Linked DNA regions of Mus musculus: region 1 is linked to region 2. A link is a contact called in public HiChIP or PLAC-seq data. All regions are on one chromosome and are shown on one strand. Each heading gives the region's core, a stretch centred on a gene start, on an enhancer-like site or on the middle of the called end of the contact. The rest is flanking DNA. Distances are from core to core; before and after follow the strand shown.

Region 1 (6,430 bases), core at 666-3,165, 450 kb after region 2:
ATCTATACAACAGATTAATCTATTCATAAGCCAGTGACCTCATAATCTAGTCACAAAACCCCACCTCTGACCACTGCTGTGTTAGGGACCAGCCCAGCTTTCTGTGAGGTGCCATTTAAGGTGAATTATTCAGTATCCATCATTCAACTGCACTTGTATCAGAATTTAGTTATGAATTGAGTTATGTGGGAGCAAGACAGAGTGCAAGGCACCCATTTTTGTGATGTGGACCAGGGGAGATAGAGGCATGGTTCTACACCCTCAGTACAGTGATAATGTTCTGATTGGTTTCCTGATCTAAAAGCACTAGATCCACCAAAAGCAGTATGATTGTGTCACAGTCACTGTTTCACTATGGGGGTGGGGCCAGCCCCCTCAGCCACTCAGTGCTGCTATATGGCTTTGGAAATCCTTCCTAGGAACTCTGTCTAGTCTAAAGCATGCTCACCAACCTTCCTTACTACCCTCTTAGCTATACACACTCTTCATAGATTTGAGTGCTTAAACTTGCTAGAGTGGCTTCTACTGTGGACATCTTAGAATCCTGCCCTGAGTGCTGGCTCAGTATGGCCCCCACTCTTCTCATTCATGTGTCTCCATTCTTCCTTTCCCTGTTCTTTTCTTATCCCTTCTCACTTGGCATAAGGTTGGAGAATAAGCAAATGTCTTAGGTGGGTTTGCGTTGCTGTAAAGAGACACCATGACCAAGGAAACTCTTATAAAGGAGAACACTTAATTGGGGCTGGCTTAGAGTTTCAGAGGTTCAGTCCATTATCATCATGGCAGGAAGCACAGTAGTGTGCAGACAGATATGGTACTGGAGGAGGCAAGAGTTCTACATCTTGATCTGAACAAGAGGAGACTGTCTTCTGCAGGCAGCCAGGAGGAGGGTCTCTTCCATTCTGGGTAAAGCTTTAGCATAGGATCTCAAAGCCCACACCCACAGTGATGCACTTCCTCTAACAAGGCCACACCTCCTAAGAGGGCCAAGCATATTCAAACCACCACAGCAACCTTCTGGTCAATTCAGCAGTTTCACAGAGTGAACTTCTTCATGCATACCCTGGGCAACTGAAGGAGAATCCAGGCACAGGAGGAAAAGACTAGATTCTTTTACATTAGCTGCTGATGGCATAAACTACCTGCTGTGTAATTTGCTCAAAACCGCCTGCCATATCAGCAGTCTGCCTGAGATTGTCTTTGACAAAGAGGCTCCTACCTCAGAAGCATTTCAAACGATTCTAATTCTTAACAGCTACACAATAGGAAGTGGGAGGAAGAGGGGAGAAGGAGGAGGAAGATGAGCCATTAAGAATCACTCTGAAGAGCCAGAGGGAAGGCAAAGAGTTGAGTGGGTGGGGAGGTGGGGAGGATCTGGGAGGAATAAGGGGGAGAGGAAGCCACGATCAGAATATATTGTATAAAAAATATGTTATTTTCAATTTAAAAAGAAAAAAAAAAGACTCTGAAGCCAGGACAGTGGGGCTCATTGATTCATAGATAAATTACAAATACCAACATACCTTGGTCCAAAGCTATGGATTATCTCTGCAACAAGACCCTTGCTGTTCTGTATACTGGACACACAAATGTAAATCAGTCATATAACATTGTTAACTCGGGAGCTTCCAGCAAGTATTCTGCACAATGCTTAATGACAATGCTATTTTCTCTGATAAACAGATGAGAGGTGCAGATCAGCAATCAGATGCCCTGGGTTCTAGACTAATCTTCGTCTCCTCAGAGAGATGCTTCTCGTTAGAGACAGGCTGAGAATCACTGGGCGAGTTTGAGTCAGAGACAAATGAAAGAGGGGGTGGAAAGTTATTCTGCAAATGTTTGATGGTTCCCAAAGGTAAGGAAGGCATCCTGTGATCCTCATGACTCAGATCATTCCCCCAAAGACTTCACAGTCAGGAGTCCCAGAGGGCCTGACTCATCCTGATCTCTTCCTGAGCCCAAGTGGCTGGCCCGCATTGGATGACGGGAACTGTGGGGACTTTATGTAACTTCTAACTTTGGCTCTACCATCTGCTAGCTATACAACCACAAGCAGGTGTCCTCAACATCCTCACCATTGAGGTAAAGCAACGTTTCTGCCTTCTGTGCCTGTCATGCAGATGGAGTGAAAGAGTCTGTCTAAAGTGTCATAGTCGCGTAAGGTTCAATACCTGCATGCAGCAGCCACTCTAAAGAGCTGACAGCTTAACAGTGCCTCCAAATTTTTCCCCACCACCAGTGCTCTGCCCCATGGTTCTGTTCCATCCAACCTTCAAACAATCATCTCTAGGATGGACCAGCAAAAAAGGTCTCTAGTCTGTGACTTACAGTTTCAATGCAACTTCTATGTAATAAGATTTAGCGACACGGACTGCTTATTGTTTATTTAGGGAAGCGTTGGGGGTTGAATACAGGGCCTCACACACACTAGAAAGTTCACCATTGAGCCTCACCAGAGGCCCACTGGATCTTTAAAATGGCCCAGAGAATTGCTGTACTTGTCCATCCACTGAAGCTGTTTGTTGATGGTGCCCCCCACCCCACCCTGTGAGCCCCATACAGGCACTACTAGAAAGGACAGCTTCAGGCAAGGGAGATCGCCATGACTTCTCAGGTTATAGAGAGATGAGAACACATTGTACATGATAAGCCGTTGAAAACACAACTGTTTTTCCGGGCCAAGTACCTAGGAACAAAAGGGTATCTCAAGCCACAGCCAGGGGCATTGGCAGCCTTTGTAGTAGCCGGAAGGATCCTGCCAACCACATAAGAGCCACTTCAGCCCAGCAGATCACACTAAAGTCCTCAGTGTGCCAGGAGCATGGGGCATGGAGTGAAATGGAGCTGGCAGTGCTCATGTACGTGATAATAGCATTAAAGGCAAAGGACATGGTCTCAGGGCCGTAGCTTTCTCCCTGCCAATCGCATTTAAAGGGTCTGCAGAAAAGGGAACTCAGCTGGGATTACTTTGTGGGGCAAGAGGAAACGCTTTGTACTAAGGACAGTGTCGGGCATTTGCTTTACGGCTGGATGGACATGTCAAGCAGCTGGCAGTCCTTGGAGCACATCCTTGCCACCGCCAAGTAGGAACTGCCATTCTCCATGGCTCAACCATGAGTCCTCTCTAAGCCAGGAGCCAAGACTGTGTGCTGACAGACACTAGCTAGAGGGCTCGGGCACGTGTCATAGCAAGCTCCATGGCTAGCAAGGGAGCAAGGCAGCATCAAAGCCCTGTGACTTTTCTGGAAGTGTGGCTATAGCACCTATATGCAGTTAACATTCAGAAAGGAAAAGGAAAAAAAAAAGTCAGGAAAGGAGTAAGGAGAAAAGACGAAATCAAACAACATTCTTGGCATTTTTCAAACATCTGTGAAATCCTCATCATTATTTCTGATGTCAGTGTGACTGGGTTTAATAACTCAAAGAGGTGTGGATTCCTTTTAGAAGCCACATGCAAATGTGGCCGAGCTGACTAATCGACACACATAGCTATCTCCTTAGCTTTAGCGTTTAGCATTTTGACTGAAAACTCTCTTTACACACTTGCAGGCCATGTGTTATTGCTATTAGTGTTTCTCAAAACAAGCTGGAGTCAACCTCTTACTGCAATTCCCATTTGTAGCAAACCATCCCAATCCTAAATAGAGCAAGCCGGGGGGTGAGGGCACAGCCTTGACCAGGAGGAGCAGAGTATGACAGTATCGAAAGCTTTAATAAATATTAAATCCTCTTTTCCCCTTTTTTTTCAATATCCCAGCAACTGCAGCCCAAGATGCAGCAGGTAACAGAGCTGCAGCTCCCCAGTGCTGCTCTCACCTGGCCCTCTGCACTGAACAGGAAGCCACAGACTCCACAGGGCCTCCCCAGCCTGTGGATATGCTGTTGCTCACAGGGCAATCAGCTGCCGAACATGAGGAACTTGGGGACTCTGCTGTCTGGTCATCTCCTCACCTGTGAATGCCTTTCACCCCTGGGAGTGATCCTTGGCTTGCTGTTCTCCCAAAGAGCTCTAAACACCCCCCCCCCCGTCTCACTGGCCAGCGGTAGGTCTCTCCAGAACCCATCTTACTGTAGGTCCAAATATACCATCCTAGTACTGCTTGTAAGATCTGTATCCCTCCAGCTCGAATTGCTATAACTAGGCTGGTTCCCAGCAGACATACAATCGTGCCTTGGTATTGGTATAGAGGGTGGAAGTGGGGGAGGGAGATTGATTCCAGGACATCCCACAGATACCCAAATCCCAGATGTTTTAGTCCTTTGTATATAATGGCATGCATTTTCACAGAGCCTACACACTTCCTCCATATACTTTAAATCATCTCTAGATTACTCACAATACCTAATACAAAATAATCCTTTGTAAATAGTTATTATACTGGGGAGACAGAACCTGTAGAGACCATCTCCAGTAGATAGGTATGCCCCCCCCCCAGTTAAAGAATAGGTCCACCCACCCATGTCAAGAAGTTTAACCCAGAATTGTTCCTATCTAAAGGAAATGCAGAGACAAAAAAAAAGAATAGAGCAGAGACTGAAGGAAAGGCCATTCTGAGACTGCCCCACCTAGGGATCCATCCCACCTGCAGACACCAAACCCCAGTAGTATTGCTGATGCCAAGAAGTGCTTGCTGACTGGAGCCTCATACAGCTGTCCCCTGAGAGGCTCTGCCAGCATCTGACAAAAACAGATGCAGATACTCACAGCCAACCATCGAACTGAGCCCAGGGAACCCAATGGAGGAGTTAGGGTAAGGACTGAAGAAGCTGAAGGGGATGTGCAACCTCACAGGAAGAATAACAATATCAACCAACCAGACACCTCAAAGCTCCCAGGAACTAAACCACCAACCAAAGAGAGCACACGGAGGGACCCATGGCTCCAGCTACATATGTAGCAGAGGATGGTCTTATCTGGCATCAGTGGGAGGGGAGGCGTTTGCTCCTATGGAGGCTCGATGCCCCAGCATAGGGGGATGCTAGAATGGTGAGGCAGAAAATGGGGGAAGAGCATCTTCATAGAGAGGGGAGGAGGGATGGGATAGGGGGGTTGCTGAGGGGAAATGGAGAAGGAGGGCAACATTTGAAATGTAAATAAATAAAATAACCAATAAAAAATAGTTATTTTACTGTATTACGTAGGGGATGATGACAAAAAATAAAGGTGTGTACCTGTCTGCACAGATCCTACCATTGTATGAACTCTATAGTGCCTGACCCAGAGTTGGTAGAATCTATAGGAGCTGGATCTACAGATACCAAAAGCCAGTTCCAGCCCTACTGACACAGTTAAGCTAGACACTCCTTTCTGACCTCCATCACTTATTTCTGCGTGCACACACACAACCCTAAGTATCTTAGCTCTTCTAATGTGTACTCAAAGATCCTCTACTGAGTCTTTCTTCGATGTAAAGTAACTTGCCCAGAGTCCCCAGTGGACAGAGGCGTGTTCATTCTCGGGTCAGGGACCACCAGGACTATGTTACTGAGATGCTAAGATAACCCAAAAGTGCATGTGGGCTCTTAAGGCAGACATCTAGAGAAGACTCCAGGAGGAGGTAGGACTCAAGCGAGAAGCTGAAACTCAAGTCAAATGGGTCACAGAGGATGGAAATAGAAGACAGGAACTCCAAGTTTGTCTGACTCTAAATGCAGGGCCAAGGGATGACAGATCCCAGAGCCTGGCTCTGACCAGGTTCTTCGCCATGTGTTATTTCATGTAATACTAAAACCGGCCTTATGGTTGGTTTCCAGTGATGGTCTGTCACGGGATGAGAAAACCAGAGTGTTGGCAAACAAGGCCACAGTCTTTATTGACATGGTAAGTTGAGGTGCTTTCTCAGCTGATGAGTCACGGTGGGGGGTTAGGCAAATGTGAATGGAAGAAATGAAGGCATATAGATTTCTGGAATCTTGCATCTCAGCGCCCTGGATTCCACACTCCAAAGCCCCCTTTGGGCACTGCCATATCTACAAGATGGCAGAAGAAGGTACCACATGCCCAAATCCTAAAGAGTAGGCACTGGATTTAAAACAATTGAAAGCCTCTTTAAAGTGTGTGTGTGTGTGTGTGTGTGTGTGTGTGTGTGTGTGTGTGTGTGTGTGTGTGTGTGTGTAGGTCACAGAACCATATTGCTGTGTCAGCTCTCTGCTTCTATTTTTACATGTTTTCTGGAGCTGAACTCTTGAACAGACAAGCACCTTTACCTTCTGAGCTATCTTGCAGGATTGACAGCCTCTTGGTTTTGTTTTGTTTTGTTTGTTTTGTTTTGTTTTGTTTTGTTTATGAGCAAAAAATCCTGATGTGAAAATAAACCTGTTACTAATTCTGTTTCTAGATAGAATAACTTTTATCCTTCCCCTGGGGTGGGCTCAGAGCAGTAGAGATCCCAGCCCTTGGCTGTCTTTGGAATGACTGGTATGTCTAAAC
Region 2 (5,846 bases), core at 695-3,194:
TCTACACAAAGCATATATATGTGTGTGTGTGTCTGTCTGTCTGTCTGTCTATCTATATATATATCTTTGCTTTCACTAGTTTCTTTAATATATAACCACCAACACCCAAGTTGGTGAACCAGTGAGTTTCACAGTAGCTGGAAAGCTGGAGCTCGCCATATAACCTACAGCTGGACAGATGGCAGAGTGTTGTTCTAGGCAGCTCAGCTGGTTTGAGAGTATCTCTCGCCGGGTGTGGTGGCACACGCCTTTAATCCCAGCACTTGGGAGGCAGAGGCAGGCGGATTTCTGAGTTCAAGGCCAGCCTGGTCTACAGAGTGAGTTCCAGGACAGCCAAAGCTACACAGAGAAACCCTGTCTCGAAAAACCAAAAAAAAAAAAAAAAAAAGAGAGAATCTCTTAGTGGTCCTTACTGTTTGCATGCATGTCACAAGCTGAGGCCTGGGTGTTTACTTTCAGAGCTTAGCGAGCTTTTCTGCAGGATGGAATGTGTCTCCTGTAGTTGGAACTTAAGCCTGTGTATTAACGAGCTTCCCTCCAAGATGGAGGTTAAGCAGAGTCTCACTCTGTAGGCCTGGTGGCCTGGAACTGGCTGTGTGGACCAGGCTGACCTCAAACTCATAGTGATTTCCTTGCGGCTTCTTCCCAAGTCTTGGGATTAGAGGCATACAGCAACAAAAAGAAAAATAGCATATTATGTAAATAAAAAACATTTGGGCTTGAAAGAAATCATCAAGAAAGATGCCCCAAAGCTGGGTTTGGTGGCCCACGCCTTTAATCCCAGTGCTCAGGAGGCTGAGGCAGGTGGATTTCTGAGTTGGAGGCCAGCCTGGTCTACAGAGTGAGTTCCAGGACAGCCAGAGGTTCATAGTGAGATCCTGTCTTAAAAGCCTCCAAAATGAGCGAGAGAGAGAGAGAGAGAGAGAGAGAGAGAGAGAGAGGGGAGGGGAGGGGAGGGGAGGGGAGGGGAGGGGAGAGGAGAGGGAAGAGAAGAGAGGGAGAGAGAGGGGGAGAGAGAGGAGAGAGAGGGAGAGAGAGAGGGGAGAGAGAGGAGAGGGAGAGAGAGGGAGAGAGAGAGAAAAGAGGGGAGAGAGGGAGAGAGAGGGGAGAAAGGGGAGAGAGAGGGAGAGAGAGAGGGGAGAGAGAGGAGAGGGAGAGAGAGGGAGAGAGAGAGAAAAGAAAAGAGAGGGGAGAGAGAGGGGAGAGAGGGGGGAGAGAGAGGAGAGGGAGAGAGAGGGAGGGAGGGAGGAAGAGAGAGAGAGAAAACAAAAAGAAAGATGCCCTAATTATGCCTCTCCTATACATACATATACTCCTATGTATTCAAGAGAACTAAAGACACATTTCTTCCCCAAATCTATAAAGATATTTGCAGGAATATTCAAATAGCTAAAACCTAGAGACAGCTGGAATGTCCTTTGGGAATGAGTCATACAGTGTAGTCCATTCCTAAGGTAGAGTGTTGTTTAAGTCATTAGGAAGGACAAGGTGCTGCTTGATACTGTAACACGGGTGGGCTTTGAAAATGCTCTGCTGAAGGAAGACAGCAGTTACAGACTCCTTGGAGTCTCCTCACAGGAAATGGCTAAGTAGGGGGAGGTAAAGCAGACAGGGTGGGGGCCAGGAAGGGGAAGTGGCAGCTGTGCACGGGCTGAGGTTTCTTTGGGGATTGTCGAATTACACCTCAGCCTAGCTATTTATTATAAACAGTAAAACAGTGCACCTGAACTTGAAAGAGAATTTGAACAAAACACAACCAACAGAACCGGTTACACTGGCCTGGCTTGTACCTCTAAACCTTGGGAGGAAAACATCTTATCTGTCTACTTAGTTTTTGATGGTGCTGTTGTACATGGATGTTGTACATGCTCAGCCCCTGCCTGCCTTACACTCCAGTCTGAGTTTTGTTGTTTTGATGAGAGATATTTCTGTGTTCCCTGGCTGGCCTGAAACATGGTGTGCAGCCTCAGCTGGCCTTGGACTTGAGCCTTTGGGCAGTCATCTCTGGCTGAAACCCTGTTTTCTCTAGGTCTCTTCTCCCCCCACCCCCCCACCCCCTGTAAAATGTAAGCATCATGGACTCTTTTTGGAGTTTTATAAATATTGTTTTAAAAAAGTTAAAGAAGATTATGTGGGATTAGCCCCTGTAAAGTCAGTCCATGCTTTTAGAAAACGTGCATGGGAAGTTTTGCTTTGCAGAAATCATTAGCTCTTATTTATCTGACGCTTGTTTAACAACCATTTCACTGTGTTCACATCATTTCCCGTTCCTTTTTCTAAGTCCTCTCACACACTCCCCTTGAATTCACGGCCTTTTCCCCTTTAGTTGTTATTACTGTATATATACAATAATATACAATATACATAATTAATATTTAAATACAATGTGCTGAGTCCCTTCACTTTTGCAAGCATGTGTATTCTTAGAACTGACCAGGTGGTATTAGATAACCAGTTAGGGGGTTCTTCCCTGATACTGATTCTTTAATGATTAACATCTAAACCATCTAGCTGTACAGGATGTACCTATGACAACAGTGGCAATCAGGTGATAGTTTGAAGATTTGCCTTTGTTTTATAAATTGTGGAATAACTGACATGTGTTGTCTTAGTTGCTGTAAAGAGACACCATAACCATGGCAACTCTTATAAAGGAAAACATCTAATTTGGGGCTGGCTTACAGTTTCAGTGGTTTAGTCAGTATTATGGTGGGATGCACGGCAGGATATAGGCAGACTTGGTGTGGGAGGAGCTGAGAGCTCTACATCTTTATCTGTAGGCAGCAGAGTCTGTGTGCCACACTGGGCATAGCTTGAGCATAGGAGACCTCAAAGTCCACCCCCACAGTGACACACTTCCTCTAACAAGGCCAAACCTCCTACTAGTGCCACTCACTATGGGCCAGGCATTCAAATTCATGAGTCTATAGGGGCCAAATCTATTCAGATTACTACATCTGCTGGCTGTGTTGGTGCAGACCTTTAATCTCTGTGAGTTCAAGGCCAGCCTTGTCTACAAAGTAAGTCCAGGACAGCCAGGGCTACACAGAGAAACCTTGACTCTAAAAACAAAACAAAACAAAAACAATTACCTCCCCCGACCCCTACAACACGTACAGAAGGATGTGCAATGTGCCATCTGGGGAATAAGGAAAAGCGACAGAGTGAGTGCTCGTGTACCCGCCCGCCAGCAGTCTAAGAAGCACCCAGTAGACCTAGTCTCTGACGTTGACGCTCTCTCTTTCACAGTGGGAATGTAAGACCGACTTGGATATTGCATACAAATTTGGCAAAACTGTGGTGAGCTGTGAAGGCTACGAGTCCTCTGAAGACCAGTATGTCCTCAGGGGTTCCTGCGGCTTGGAGTACAACTTAGATTACACAGAGCTGGGCCTGAAGAAACTGAAGGAGTCTGGAAAGCACCAGGGCTTCTCTGATTATTATCACAAGCTGTACTCCTCAGATTCCTGTGGCTTTATTACCATTGCAGTACTGTTTGTTCTCGCCTTTGCGGTTTACAAGCTGTTCCTCAGCGATGGCCAGGGGTCGCCTCCGCCGTATTCTGAGCACCCGCCATACTCAGAGCACTCTCAGAGGTTTGCCAGTGCCGCAGGGGCGCCTCCTCCGGGCTTTAAGTCGGAGTTCACAGGTATGTTTCCCTGCTCAGCGGGTCCATGGGTGTGTGGGAGCTGGCCAGTCACGTGCCTGGTTTGAAGAGGAGGTTAACATTGCTGACCTACTGAATTTTTAAAAAATCTGTTCTTTTTTCCAAAAAAGATTAAAAAAAAATGTGTCTCCATCTGTGTGTGGGTGCCCATGGAGGGCAGAAGTCAATATCAGGCCCCTGGGACTGGAGTTCCAGGTGGTTTCCTTTAGCCGTCTCATGTGGGTCCTAGAAGCCACACATGGGTCCTCTTTGAGAGCAGGGTGCTCTCAGTCACTGAGCTGACTCTCCAGCCATTCCTTTTCTAAAGAAACATTTAAGAATAAAGATTATGTATGTGCATTATATGTGTGTGGGGTGTGTGGATGTGTGTGGTGCTGATGTGGAGATCGTCAGGGGATAACCAAGTCCTTCCATCTTTATTTGGGTTTTAGGTGGGGATTGAACTCAAAATTGTCAGGGTTGCACTCTGCCGAACACAGGTCACTGGTTCTAAGAGTGTGTTATGGTCACTGTTACTAAGGATGCCTGGTAAATTGTAGGTCATCATTTTAGCTGCAAAGATTTGTTAACAGGCATTATTTTGACTTCTACTTCATACTATACACAAAATAAATTCATTAAATGTTATATAACTTCCTATAAAAAGGAAAAGAACTTGAATAAAATAGAGGAATATAGGTAAAGTTTTCTTGTGTGTGTGTGTTTGAGACAGGGTCTCACTCTGTAGCCCTAGCTGTCTTGGAACTTGACTAGGCTGTATCTGTAGACCAGGCTGGCAATCTCACAAAAGTCTGTCTACTTCTGCCTCCCAAGTCCTGGAATTAAAGGCGTGTGCCACTATACCTAGTTAGATAAAGATTTCTTCAGTAGCAAAAAAGTACTAGCTGTTAAAGGAAAGACAGGTAAACTAGACTTTACTTAGTTTGAGAATATCTGTTTATCAGAAAAGAGTCCTAAGAAATGAAGAGGCCAGGCCACAGGTTTGGGTAAAGACATTGTAAAGTATGGACTGGAGAGATGGAGCAAGGCTCACAAACAAAAAGACAAGATTTACAAAACACACTGCTGACAGAAGACTCATGTCTGGACTATATAAAGACATCTATCTATCTGAGAAAAGACAAACTCTTTAAACAGGGCAGAGAGGGCCAGCTAAATGGCTCAGTGACTGAGGAGCTTGCCTGCAAGCCTGGTGACCTGAATTTGATCTTCAAGACCAGGCGGTAGAAGGAGAGAACTGACATTCACAAGTTGTTATCTGACCTCTGTACTCACATGCTGTGCTGCTGTGTATACCCTCAAGTAAATAAAATTGGGCAGAGGGTTCAAAGAGCCATTTTATAGTAAGAGGATACCCAGGGCCTTGGAGAGTTGGCTCGGTGGTTAAGAGCACTTCCTGCTCTCACAGAGGACCTAGGTTCAATTTCTGACACTCACGTGGCAGCTCACAATGAAAACAACCTAGTCTCAGGAGTATCCAGCCCTCTTCTGACTTCTGTGGGTACCGCGCATGCATGGCCACTGAATGGACAGGATTAAAGCATAGGAAGGCTGAGTACTATTTATCTCATAACATACAGGGCTTATCTATTAGGCATTGTCACAGCTGTCTGAGGGGCTAACATGACATTGATGTGAGGGTGGCTACATGGAGGACATAAGACAAGCTTGCTGTTTTGTAGATATTTATAAAGTTAGCACAGTTTCCTAGGTGTTCACTGTGTCCTCCAGGTGGAACATGATGTCTGTAGTCTTGACACCATAATTGATAAATGTCAGGCTGCCTTTTCCATCAGAGACTTGGGTACAGTTCTCACGTGGAGTTCTTACAGAGCTTCACAGCTTAGGAAGGAAGACTCTGAAAGGGCCGTTACATCTTATAGAAGCTGATCCTGAGTAAGGGAGATAATCCCATAGGAAGACTGTCCTTGCAGGTCCTAAAAAGCCCTCCCTCCCTCCTTCCCTCCTTCTGCCTGTGGGAATTGTGTTCTTGGGACATAAGCCAATATTTTATAAGTACCCCTTTTAGATTCAGCTTGTTCATGTGTTAAGGGCTGAACATTAGTAAATAGTACTGTAGATGAAATAGTGAAATAGATGAAATAACGAAACGTCATGTGTGTACGAAGCTTCATCTAATAATGTGCTTTCTATTTTAAGGACCACAGAATACTGGCTA

What was found. HiChIP or PLAC-seq counts read pairs in DNA pulled down with a chosen protein or histone mark.
Region 1: a contact with region 2 is called in an H3K27ac HiChIP or PLAC-seq map of double positive thymocytes, with 5 times the contacts expected there. The contact joins two enhancer-like sites. A contact is called at or near these places in 6 of 39 promoter capture datasets (3T3-L1-derived adipocytes, the C10 cell line, embryonic stem cells and 2 more), 4 of 484 Hi-C or Micro-C datasets (bone marrow-derived macrophages, double positive thymocytes, embryonic stem cells and 1 more), 8 of 115 datasets of contacts at active chromatin or transcription factors (astrocytes, bone marrow-derived macrophages, double positive thymocytes and 5 more) and 3 of 9 other capture datasets (adipose tissue, liver and pancreatic islet).

What each region holds. Positions count from the first base shown.
Region 1 is chr8:34,611,331-34,617,760 of GRCm38.p6, forward strand. The region is part of intron 2 of B930018H19Rik (RIKEN cDNA B930018H19 gene); the gene reads right to left. The region is part of intron 2 of Gm34096 (a long non-coding RNA gene); the gene reads left to right. Among named protein-coding and RNA genes, the nearest start is that of Gm34096, 7.8 kb to the left of the region's middle. Within about 2 kb of position 1,916, at least 44 of the 459 cell types and tissues checked have an H3K27ac peak or open chromatin away from gene starts, as enhancers often do. A contact at or near this core is called in double positive thymocytes, where this site is marked.
Region 2 is chr8:34,161,892-34,167,737 of GRCm38.p6, forward strand. It overlaps Saraf (store-operated calcium entry-associated regulatory factor), which reads left to right. Exons shown (of 6, transcript NM_026432.4): 3 at 3,250-3,649; 4 at 5,828-5,846. It overlaps Mir6395 (microRNA 6395), which reads right to left and starts at 4,821; the gene lies at 4,731-4,821. Within about 2 kb of position 1,945, at least 67 of the 459 cell types and tissues checked have an H3K27ac peak or open chromatin away from gene starts, as enhancers often do. A contact at or near this core is called in double positive thymocytes, where this site is marked.